Regions from separate parts of the Mus musculus genome. Here all the other regions are linked to region 2. A link is a contact called in public promoter capture Hi-C data. All regions are on one chromosome and are shown on one strand. Each heading gives the region's core, a stretch centred on a gene start, on an enhancer-like site or on the middle of the called end of the contact. The rest is flanking DNA. Distances are from core to core; before and after follow the strand shown. Region 1 holds the start of Dnpep (aspartyl aminopeptidase). Region 2 holds the start of Rpl37a (ribosomal protein L37a). Region 3 holds the start of Chpf (chondroitin polymerizing factor).

The links. Capture Hi-C pulls out chosen DNA fragments and counts their contacts.
Region 1: a promoter capture Hi-C map of liver shows a contact between it and region 2, with 4 times the contacts expected there. The contact joins the promoter of Dnpep here to the promoter of Rpl37a in region 2. A contact is called at or near these places in 2 of 39 promoter capture datasets (liver and pre-B cells), 3 of 484 Hi-C or Micro-C datasets (CD4 T cells and CD8 T cells) and 1 of 9 other capture datasets (liver).
Region 3: a promoter capture Hi-C map of adipose tissue shows a contact between it and region 2, with 4 times the contacts expected there. The contact joins the promoter of Chpf here to the promoter of Rpl37a in region 2. A contact is called at or near these places in 2 of 39 promoter capture datasets (liver and pre-B cells), 2 of 484 Hi-C or Micro-C datasets (natural killer cells and regulatory T cells), 1 of 115 datasets of contacts at active chromatin or transcription factors (thymic regulatory T cells) and 2 of 9 other capture datasets (adipose tissue and liver).

The regions. Positions count from the first base shown.
Region 1 is chr1:75,315,605-75,319,144 of GRCm38.p6, reverse strand. Dnpep (aspartyl aminopeptidase) reads left to right here and starts at 2,128. Exons shown (of 15, transcript NM_016878.4): 1 at 2,128-2,254; 2 at 2,342-2,435; 3 at 2,516-2,604; 4 at 2,702-2,815; 5 at 3,075-3,200; 6 at 3,396-3,526. The coding sequence starts at 2,342.
Region 2 is chr1:72,709,927-72,713,337 of GRCm38.p6, reverse strand. It overlaps Rpl37a (ribosomal protein L37a), which reads right to left and starts at 2,078. Exons shown (of 4, transcript NM_009084.4): 1 at 2,015-2,078; 2 at 1,538-1,666; 3 at 1,114-1,196. The coding sequence starts at 2,017.
Region 3 is chr1:75,478,116-75,481,501 of GRCm38.p6, reverse strand. Chpf (chondroitin polymerizing factor) reads left to right here and starts at 2,031. Exons shown (of 4, transcript NM_001001566.3): 1 at 2,031-2,710. The coding sequence starts at 2,397. Tmem198 (transmembrane protein 198) reads right to left here and starts at 1,970. Exons shown (of 5, transcript NM_177056.4): 1 at 1,617-1,970; 2 at 1,105-1,309. The coding sequence starts at 1,270.

The DNA of each region.
Region 1 (3,540 bases), core at 879-3,378, 2.6 Mb before region 2:
TACACAGGACCCCAAATACTTAGTTGGATTCAACGATGCAGAACCCACTCATATGGAGAACCATACCCTGTTTTAGCTATCAGTAGCTTAGAATGTAGCCCCTCCCCCACGTAACCAGACCTTAGAGAACAGATGAGAACATCCTTCCCATGGTCCACTTAGCACTCAGCTTCATACATAATGCGACTTACATAATTATTAATGAGTAATTAATTAACTGTACAAATGAGTAGGGATACAATGATATCTAAAGGATGATTAAGAAGCTACACAGATGTAGTCTGTCACCCACTGAACGGATCTTGAAACTGCCCCCTTTGAAGTGAGGGTGGCAGGACCTTTCCAGAATCTATCCCTGTTCATTTCCATCCCAAGTATAAAAGCAACAGATGCCCCCCACCCCCACCCCAGAGACCTGTGATCCCTGGAAAGACTATTTTTACACTCATGGTAGGTCGACTCTGTTTTGAACCTCAAAGCCACAAGAGTCCTGATCCATCGATGTATGGATGAGTTTTAAGATTGCTATTCAACATTCTTGACATGGAAACATAATATTGGAATTGCCCCCCTCAACTGCTTTAAGGAGTAGAAAGAGCCAGTAGGGGCGGCTCATGCCTGTATCTCCAACAATTGCAAGACTGAGGCAGGATTGCCATGGATTTGAGGCCAGCCTGGGCTACATAGTGAGCTCTGGAAAAGCCTGAACAAAACTGAAATCCTGTCTGAAAGAAAAAAAAAATCATGAGTATCAGAATCAAACCTCAGGGCCACCCAAACAGCTGTGTTGAAAAGGTCACTGACTTCTGTGTTCCTCTGAGACCTACTAAGTAGCATAACATTTAACCAAAGAGGATAGAAAAAAGCCTACGAAAGTCTCTTGCAGTTGTTCTAGGCTCTGCACACTAATTTATGGAGTCATAAGCCCAGCTGTGCCATCCATTTGTAACTAGAGACAGATTACTCTCATAATTCCGTTGTCTACAAAATGCTGACAGTAAAATTGTGAGAATTACATACGATAACGTTTATCATAACATAAACTCATGGAAGTCAGCGGCTGTGCTAACACCACCGGGGCGCTAGAGCGCGCTGCCGCCGCCGCGGTGGGCCGTCCTGCCTGAGGGTGCTCCAGGAGCGGAACGCCTCGCAGCGGCTTCGAGGCCGCTGACAAAGGAAAGGGCGGAGGGGGGGGGGTCAACGCCTGGAGGACTCGACTTGATGGAGGCGGGGCGAGAGAGGCATCAGGGGCGGGGCCTGCCAAGGAAGCCCGGACAGCGGAGACAAGGTCTGGAGAGTAGGCGTGACGGGGCGGAGCTAGTGGCGCAATGAGGGCGGGTCATGAGACGTGGCTCCTAACGGGGCAAAGCTAGTGGAACAGTGGGGCGGGGCGCGGTGTGACTGGAGCTGACTAGTCCACGTGGTTAGAACGCAGCCTGATTGGAGGAAGGCGGGTCGGTGAGGCGGGAGCGGAACCGGAACGCGTCCTGACAGGGGCGGAGCTCTCGGAGTAGTGAGGGCGGGACGCGGCCTGACTGGCACAGAGCAGTCAGCGTGTTTGGAACCAGGCCTGACGGGAGCTGAGCGAGTAGCGGGAGGGGGCGGAACCCGACCGAGGCCTGACAGGGGCGGAGCTCGCGGAGCAGCGGGGGCGGGGCGAGGCCTGGTAGAGGCGGAGTCCCGGTGCGGCCTGACGAGAGGCGGAGCCCACAGCTCGGCGAAGGCGAGGCCTGATCCGGGAGGGAGGAGCGGAGCGTCAGGGGCGGGCCGGAGTCCGGCTCCTGGAGCGGAGTGCGGTGGGGCTATGCAGGTGTGTTGCTGTTGCCGGTCCCGCCTCCACTTCGGCTCGGTGGCAGGCCGCGCGCCCTTTCGGAGCTAAGCTTAAGGCGGCGCTGACACGGGCGTACTCCGGTTTCAAAGTAAAACTGAAACCCTCCGAGGTGGCCTGACCTTCCCGGAGCCGGAAGGGCTGTCTAGTGACTGACGGGGCTAAGGGACAGGTGTAGTGGTGCTTTGATTCCGGACACGGTGGCGCGCCGGCTAGTGGCCTTTCCAGCTTTGAGGTCCTCTTGGAGGCGGGATTTCCTAGCTGGGCGGGGCGTGGATTATCTGATTAGGGGGCGGGCCTTTCCGATCCTGTACTCCAGGGACAAAACTGGGTGGAGGTCCTCTTGCCCTGGGACTGAACCTTTGAGCCGAGAGCGATCGAGCTAGGAATCCACATCTGTCGCCAGTGAAGTCCTCGGAAGCAGAGGTTGAGCCTTGGGGCTCTCATTTCTAGGGGGCTGAAAGAGGGATCCTAGACCCGGCAGCCACCTGAACTCTCCACTTCTCCCTGTAGATGGCTATGAACGGCAGGGCTCGGAAAGAGGCCATCCAGGCCACAGCCCGAGAGCTCCTGAAGTTCGTGAACCGGAGTCCCTCTCCTTTCCACGGTAGGTGACCAGGGTTAGGGAGGCTAGGAGTGGGAGTGACTTGACCAACTTCCATCGCTGAGAGAGCCCTTTTCCTACAGTCGTGGCTGAGTGCCGCAGCCGCCTCCTCCAGGCTGGCTTCCGTGAACTCAAGGAAACAGAGGGCTGGGATATCGTACCAGAAAACAAGGTACTAAGGGATAGCGTGGGGGCAGACACTATTGCAAAGGCCTGTGTCCCGGATCATAAAGCAACTCACGCCCCTGTCTTTCAACTCTCTCCCCCAGTACTTCTTAACCAGAAACTCCTCCTCCATCATTGCTTTTGCTGTGGGGGGCCAGTATGTTCCTGGCAATGGCTTCAGCCTCATTGGGGCCCACACGGACAGTCCCTGTCTCAGGGTAAGAAGTTAGGACTTGTTTGGACTGAAGGGAGGTGTGGGGGGGGGCGGTTGGGAAGAAGAGATCCTGGAGGTAGAGTTTGCAAGGCCCTATCCCAAGGTCCCGGGAAGAAGGTAGACCCGCCCCATGCTCTCATGTTCCCCACATACACTTTCAGCTGTCAACTGATGTGCTATCTGCTCTGTATAACTTACTGCCTGAGTCTCCCTTCCAGATGTTGTCTTTCAGACATTCCCTTTTTTCTCATTCTTACGCTCAGGTGAAACGCAAATCGCGCCGAAGCCAGGTGGGCTACCACCAGGTCGGTGTTGAGACCTACGGCGGTGGGATCTGGAGCACATGGTTCGACCGGGACCTGACCTTGGCTGGACGCGTCATTATCAAGGTGGTATCGAGGGGCTAGGAACTGGGGAGGCTCTCACTTCCGGCAGCCTGAAGCTTGAATGTCTTCCCATTTCTTAAGTGTACCAGTGAAGAGTCCTCGTGGGGAAGAGGGGACATGATTATTCTGGGTTTAGTAAGGGATTTTATCAGCTGGATTTGGGAGGTGCCCAGTTCTGACCTGGCCGGTTGGCCACAGTGCCCTACCTCAGGCCGGCTGGAGCAGAGGCTCGTCCATATAGAACGGCCCATCCTGCGCATCCCACATCTGGCCATCCATCTGCAGCGAAATATCAATGAGAACTTTGGGCCCAACACAGAGATCCACCTGTGAGTCCACATTC
Region 2 (3,411 bases), core at 829-3,328:
AACAAGACCAGTGCTGATGTCACACTGGCATGGTGGCACCCTTCAAAAGCCAAGACTTGGGGCACTCTCACTATTCTAAGGTGCTTGAGCATCTGATTTCTTCAATATTGAAAAAGAGACAGACCCAGACTCCACGAGATCTTAAGGTGCTCTCCTCTGTAGACAGGATAGAGGAGGCCTATGATAAGTTTTAAGCCTACACCCCCAAACCAAACAGCCAGACCACACACTGTGTATGAATAGTCAGTCACCTATCAGGACAGAGCACTTGCTACCACTACTCCTTGTGCACTCAAGCTGCTCTTAAACACACTCAGACTGTTTTTTCAATACCAAGGCGTCAAGAAAAACTGCAACCCACATGTTCACCTCCTCAGCAACTAGCCACACTCAGAGGGCCATGCTGGAAGTATAAAAACACCACACCACTTGGATACCAGACTTCTGGCCAGCAAACTCAGGGGTGGAGGGGCAGCTGTTGGTTTGAGATGCTAAAGCTCTTAAGAACAAAGCAAACAATGACAGGAGGCTTCATTTCAACAACATCTGGCTCTGTCAAGGTCATAGCACTAAATATGCCCAAACAGCCTCCAATGTTCTATACAATCCCGAGTCAATTAACCTCAAACCATTTTATAGAAATAACTTGTAGTGTTAAGTCAAGTCCAGCACAAACACCAATGGACTTAGATCAACTGTAATTTTCCAAAGAGCATGGTGACTGTACAATTCAAAAGGAATATGAGAATCAAAGTCTGAACTTCTTCTTTTTTTTTTTTTCCCCCGAGACAGGGTTTCTCTGTGTAGCCCTGGCTGTCCTGGAACTCACTTTGTAGACCAGGCTGGGCTCGAACTCAGAAATCCGCCTACCTCTACCTCCCGAGTGCTGGGATTAAAGGCGTGCGCCACCACGCCCGGCTCTGAGCTTTTATCTATAACCATAACTTTGTTTTTGAGACAGGGTTTCACTGTATAGCCCTGACCAAAAACTATTAACTTTTAAACCCAAACTCATGATTTGCTTTAAACTAAAACAAATCCGATATGCACCAGACCTGGAACACGGGCTGTGCAGTCCATAGCCTTTCCTATACCACAGGAGAAAACACTCACTTGTAGGTCCAGGCCCCACCGGCCACTGTTTTCATGCAGGAACCACAGTGCCAGATGCCGACGGCTCGTCTCTTCATCTTGGTCTGTAAGTAGTTAAGATCTTGTTATGAAATATATATAAAAAAAAAATCCCTGAGACTTCCAGAGAGTAAACTATGGAAAAGCCAGCTTATCCATTAGCAGTTAAATTCTAGTAACCCAAGCAGAGTATTATTTACAGGCTAAACAGACCTCTTTGGGGTTGGTACAGATGCGCTGACATCGCTATCAATTTCCCAAGATCGGACTTTTTCCTCTCCAAACCATTCACCCTTAAGTTCCTCACTAGTTGCAAGTAAACAACGAATGCTCCGCAAAAAGCGAGCCCAAACCGCCTTAGCTCGGGAGCAATGGCACCCTCCTCCCTAACCCGAGGCCGACTTGCCTTGCCACAGAAGGAGCAAGTGTACTTGGCGTGCTGGCTGATTTCAATTTTCTTCACCATTTTCCGGAGGGAGGCACCATAGCGGGTCCCGTACTTGCCGACGATGCCGACCTTCTTGGTGCGTTTAGCCTGTTGACAGAGGAAAGGAACGGAGCAGAGACATTGAGCCAGTCGGTGCACGCCAACGCGCCGCTGAGCACAAACTCGGCTGAATCCTGTTTTCCCTCAAGCTCAACCATCAAGGAAGGCGCCCACAGAGCGCCAAAAGGCTCCAGATTGTGCATTAACTACCGCGCTGGGCCAAGCCCCGCCGAGCCGCCTCCGGCCGCGTACGGGGCTCCAGACGCCGGGAGAAGCCCGACAGCAGACAGGACAGGGACAGCACAGACTACCCGAGGTGGGCTGAGAGCGGGACGCCGGAGACTAAGGCAGATGACGATGGATAGCGACTTCCAAAGCGGTTACGAAGACACTCACCATGTCGCCGGAACCCAAGCCCAAGTCCGAAGAGGAAGGGACGCAATGCGCATGCGCGGTTTTAGACCGGCGAGCGGAAGTGACGCGACCTCCTCTCTCGGAAGTGAACTCGGTGTTCTGGCGGTTTATTCGCTGTCTCCACTGAGAAATGCATAGATGCGCAGAAGTGGTTCACGAGCTGGAAGCACATCCTTCTTAGCTTACACATAACCAAAGTTCTGCAGAGCAGATGCGATTTCTTGCGTTCTGCTCGCGAAGAGACGGGTTTTAGGTGGCTTGCCTTTAAGTGTTTAAAGCGCGACGTTTGTGACTGAGGCGCATTGCCTTCCCACTATATTATACTTCGGAAAATCGCCAGGCCGGGTGCTAGATGCTGGCCATAGTAAACGCCTAGGATCCGCTCCCAGGCCGAGTTACAGTTCGGCTGGGAGACAGTCATATTCGTCACGATTAAGAGTTACGAAATGGGCTGGAGAGATGGCTCAGCGATTAAGAGCGCAGACTGCTCTTCTGAAGGTCCTGAGTTCAAATCCCAGCAACCACATGGTGGCTCACAACCATCCATAATGAGATCTGATGCCCTCTTCTGGAGTGTCTGAAGACAGCTGCAGTGTACTTACATATAATAAATAAATAAATCTAAAAAAAAAAAAAAAAAGAGTTACGAAATGTTGCTGATCAGAGTTCTGGGGATAATGTAAGGAATAGAGGCTACTTGAACCCAAGACCCTAAAGTGGTGGTTCTCTTTCTTTCTTTTTTTGGGGGGGAGGGGAGGGAGGTTTGGAGACAGGGTTTCTCTGTGTAGCCCTGGCTGTCCTGGAACTCACTCTGTAGACCAGGCTGGCCTCGAACTCAGAAATCCGCCTGCCTCTGCCTCCCAAGTGCTGGGATTAAAGGCGTGTGCCACCACGCCTGGCTCTGAAATTTTTAAACACTTCTCTCTCCTAAGATTTTCTTAAACTTTAAGATTTCCAGTGGGAAATGATGTTAGTGTTTGATTTTAAAGAAGTCTGTCTTGGGGCTAGAAAGAGGGCTCATTGACTCTGCTTTCCACCCACATGGTGGCTCAAAAGTGCGTGTAACTCTACTTTTAGGAGACTCCTTGTGACCTCACGTGGTCCACAGATATGTGTACAAGAAAAATATCTATACATAGAAAATAAATAAATATTCGGAAAGATTTGTCTTTTTTTTTTTTTTAAAAAAAGAACTGATTCTCTTTGTAATGTGAAAGTTTGTGAAACTCTTAATTCTTAAGTATTTTTGTACATTATTTATTTAATTTTTCCTCTATTTGTTTTGTTTTCCTCTTGGAACATGTAATTTGGGGCTAGCATTTATGAGTCTACCATAATTTGAGATTGTGTTTATTTATTTATGTGTTTATTTGTATTGG
Region 3 (3,386 bases), core at 782-3,281, 2.8 Mb before region 2:
GGAATCTTTGGACACCCATACATATCCTAAATCCTTGTGGGGGACATTTTCCCTGCCCACTCTGCAAAATGTAAGAGAAAGACCATCTGATCCCATATTCCACACCCTATATTCCCAACTATTCTAACACACTTCTGGCAAACCACCCCAGCCTCTCTGCCCAAACTGGTTCTGATACATATAATCTTGAAGGCTGCCTTTGGGTCCCTACTCATAGAAGGCTCTCTCCACTGTGAAGTTCTGTAACTTCCTGAAGAATCCACTGGGCGTTTATTTACTCAAAGCTGACACTAGCCCATAGGTCACCTTTGTGAAAATGAGAAAAAGGCATACTGTTTTGTAGAGAAGCCAGCCTTGGTCCAAGACCTTGAGAGTTGTCAAATGGACCCCCACACACCTGTTCGACTGAGCGGCAGTTAGTGCTCACCCACCCAACCTCACTGAACTATGTAATCCATGCTGGCCTTGAGCCTCCCTTCCCTTGCTTTGGCTTCCTGGATGCTGGGATTACAGGCATACCACGCCCTCCCCCATACAACTCTTCACAGTAACCATTCTTATGGGAATCTGCCTTGTAGGCGATCTCCATTTGTATGACTACCATCCAGCCCACTCTGATATGTATCACAAGTGTGAATATTCCAGGTCTCGCCCCCACCATGCAATATGCCCTGTGGTAAGGAACCATGCTAAGAGTTTTTATTATTTTATTTTAGTCTGCTTATCCTAAGTGATCCAAACATATCTTCGCTACGATAGTCATTATTCTTTGACCACCTACTAATTCTTGTCTATATGAGACAAACACTGTTGTCTTTGTCCAAGTGAAAAAGCTGAGACCCAGGTTAACATGCCCATTACATCACAGTGACTAACATACAGAGCCCGGTTCAAACTCAAAGAGCCTAATTCAAAACCTGCTCTCTGTAGAATCTAGAGTCAATGATCTACAAATATACTTGTGATCAGCAAGAGAATGATACCGCCATGAGGGTGGGGTGGGGGTGGGGGTGGGATGGGGTGGAAATGATTCTCGAGACACCAGAAAAAGGAACTTTAGGGAAACAGTAGAAGGCCACAGGTGAGGAACGAGGGGGATCTCACCAAAGAAGCAGTAGACGACTCCAAACAAACAGCACATGATGCAGACGAGGGCCGGCAGTGCCTGATACCTGCGCTCCAGAGGCTGTTCACAAGGTGCACCCCAGAAGGTGTCATCCGGCTCCGGGGGCAGCAGCTGAAACCGCAGAGTTTCCATAGTACCCGGCATAGCGCCGGGAATGGAAGGGGGTCACCCTCCCAGGACAACCTGACAGGGAGGAAATTGGGGTCAAGAGTCAGTTGTGGGTCTCCACTACAATAACAGTGCGAGTGGGGGAATTCAGCAAGGGCACAGTGGACAAAGGAATGGTTGCCCACATCAGGCAGCTCTAGAAGCATCTCTGGAACGGGGAGCAGAGACAAAGGGAAACAAGTGCCTGGCTAGAGGCGGCTGGGATGGACTTAAAAGAGGGACTAGATGGGGCTAGACGAGGAGAGGGAGGGTGCCGCTGGCAAAAAGAGGCAGCCTGAGCACCATCTGTGGGAGGCTCAATTTGGAATTGTCCAAGATCTACCTGGGCCGGAGGTGACCGGAGCTTCCGAGCAAAGGAGGGTGTGCAGGGGCCGGAGGAGCCGGGGTTGTAGGACACCAGAGGCTCTGACTGACTGGGGTCCGGGCAAAGTCTGCCGTGCGAAGGGGGCTGCTGGGCCGGAGAGACGGGTCTCTGTGCGACGGCGTCGTCGCCCCACCTCCGACACCGGCTGGCACTGCAGCTCCACAGACTCGCGCCCGGCTCGGGGAAGGGAAAGGAGCAGGAGCTCGGGCTGTCCCGGAGCCGCGGCCCCATGCCCTGAGCCCGCTGGCGGCCTTTGGTGCTGATGGACAGCTCCGGCCTCTGCTCCTGACGTCACTCAGGGTGCACCATCCTGGCAGGGGCGGGCTGCTTCTGACGTCATCCGGGACGCACCAACCACGCAGGGGGGAGACAGGGGACTCCGCCCCCGGCGTCTGCCTCTCCGGCGCTGAGGAGGGGGCACTTCCGGGGGTCCTTCCCCTTTAACCTCCTCCCCTTCGTCCCTCTCCGCTAGCTGACGGCTAGACCCCACCTCGGGGGCGGGGCCCTGTCGGTGACACGTCGGACAGCGGCCGCCTTGGAGGCCCGGGCGCGCAGTGCTGCTCTAAGGGCGGCCGACCCGCCCGGGGATTCCGGGCTTGAGCTCCTACCTCTGCTCGGCGGGGAGGGAGCGGGCCCGCCTGCTGGGCCTGGGCCCTCCGGATCCGCCCCCTCTTCGGTCCCGCCCCCTCGGAGCCGCCTCGGGCTACGCGGGGGCCGGGGACCCGCTGTCGGGACGCCATGCGGGCGTCGCTGCTGCTGTCCGTGCTGCGGCCCGCGGGGCCCGTGGCCGTGGGCATCTCTCTGGGCTTCACCCTGAGCCTGCTCAGCGTCACCTGGGTGGAGGAGCCTTGCGGACCCGGGCCGCCCCAACCCGGAGACTCTGAGCTGCCGCCGCGCGGCAACACCAACGCGGCGCGCCGGCCCAACTCGGTGCAGCCCGGATCCGAGCGCGAGAGGCCCGGGGCCGGCGCAGGCACCGGTGAGAGCTGGGAGCCTCGTGTCTTGCCCTACCATCCCGCGCAGCCAGGCCAGGCCACCAAGAAGGCCGTCAGGTACTGATCCACTCCGTCCGCCCTAACACCCCCCCCCCCCCCCCCGCAGGCACCAGCCAGGATGCGCGCGCTAGGGAGGCCGCCAGAGGCCGGGTCAGGCTCCGGAAGGAAGGGGCCGGCCGGCCAGGAAGTCCTTGGGCCTCGATTACTTCCTATGACCCTGCTTGCAGGGAGACAGAGGGCCAGTTTGAAGCTTTTTCTGGATCCCGTCCGGATCTGAGCTGAGCTAAACCGACTCCACCCAATTATACTCCAAAGACCCTCTTAGCCCCCCACTGGTCTGTTTAGGATTAGAAAAATGAGTGTTAAAGAGGATAAGTGTATAAAGAGGGGGAAAGAAAAAGGAGGGAACTGGAATTTACCTGTATTTCATTCCTAGATGGGTTTCAAGGGCCACCTTGGGATGAGATGGGAGAGGGAGGAATGTACTCATCACATTGATGTCTCTGCCCACGCATTGAAGTAATTTCTTCTAAGTAACAGTGAATTCCAGTTGTACAACTTACCTTCTACCTTAGGAAGGTGAGTCACTGCCTTAGTTTGCCCCTCTCCAAAAGACATTCTCTACACCACTATGCCGTATGCTTCTACACATCATTTATAGGACATATTGGGGGGGCGGGGCTGACAGCATATTCATGTTGCAGGGAGCATCTGCAACAGTGTGCCAAGCATG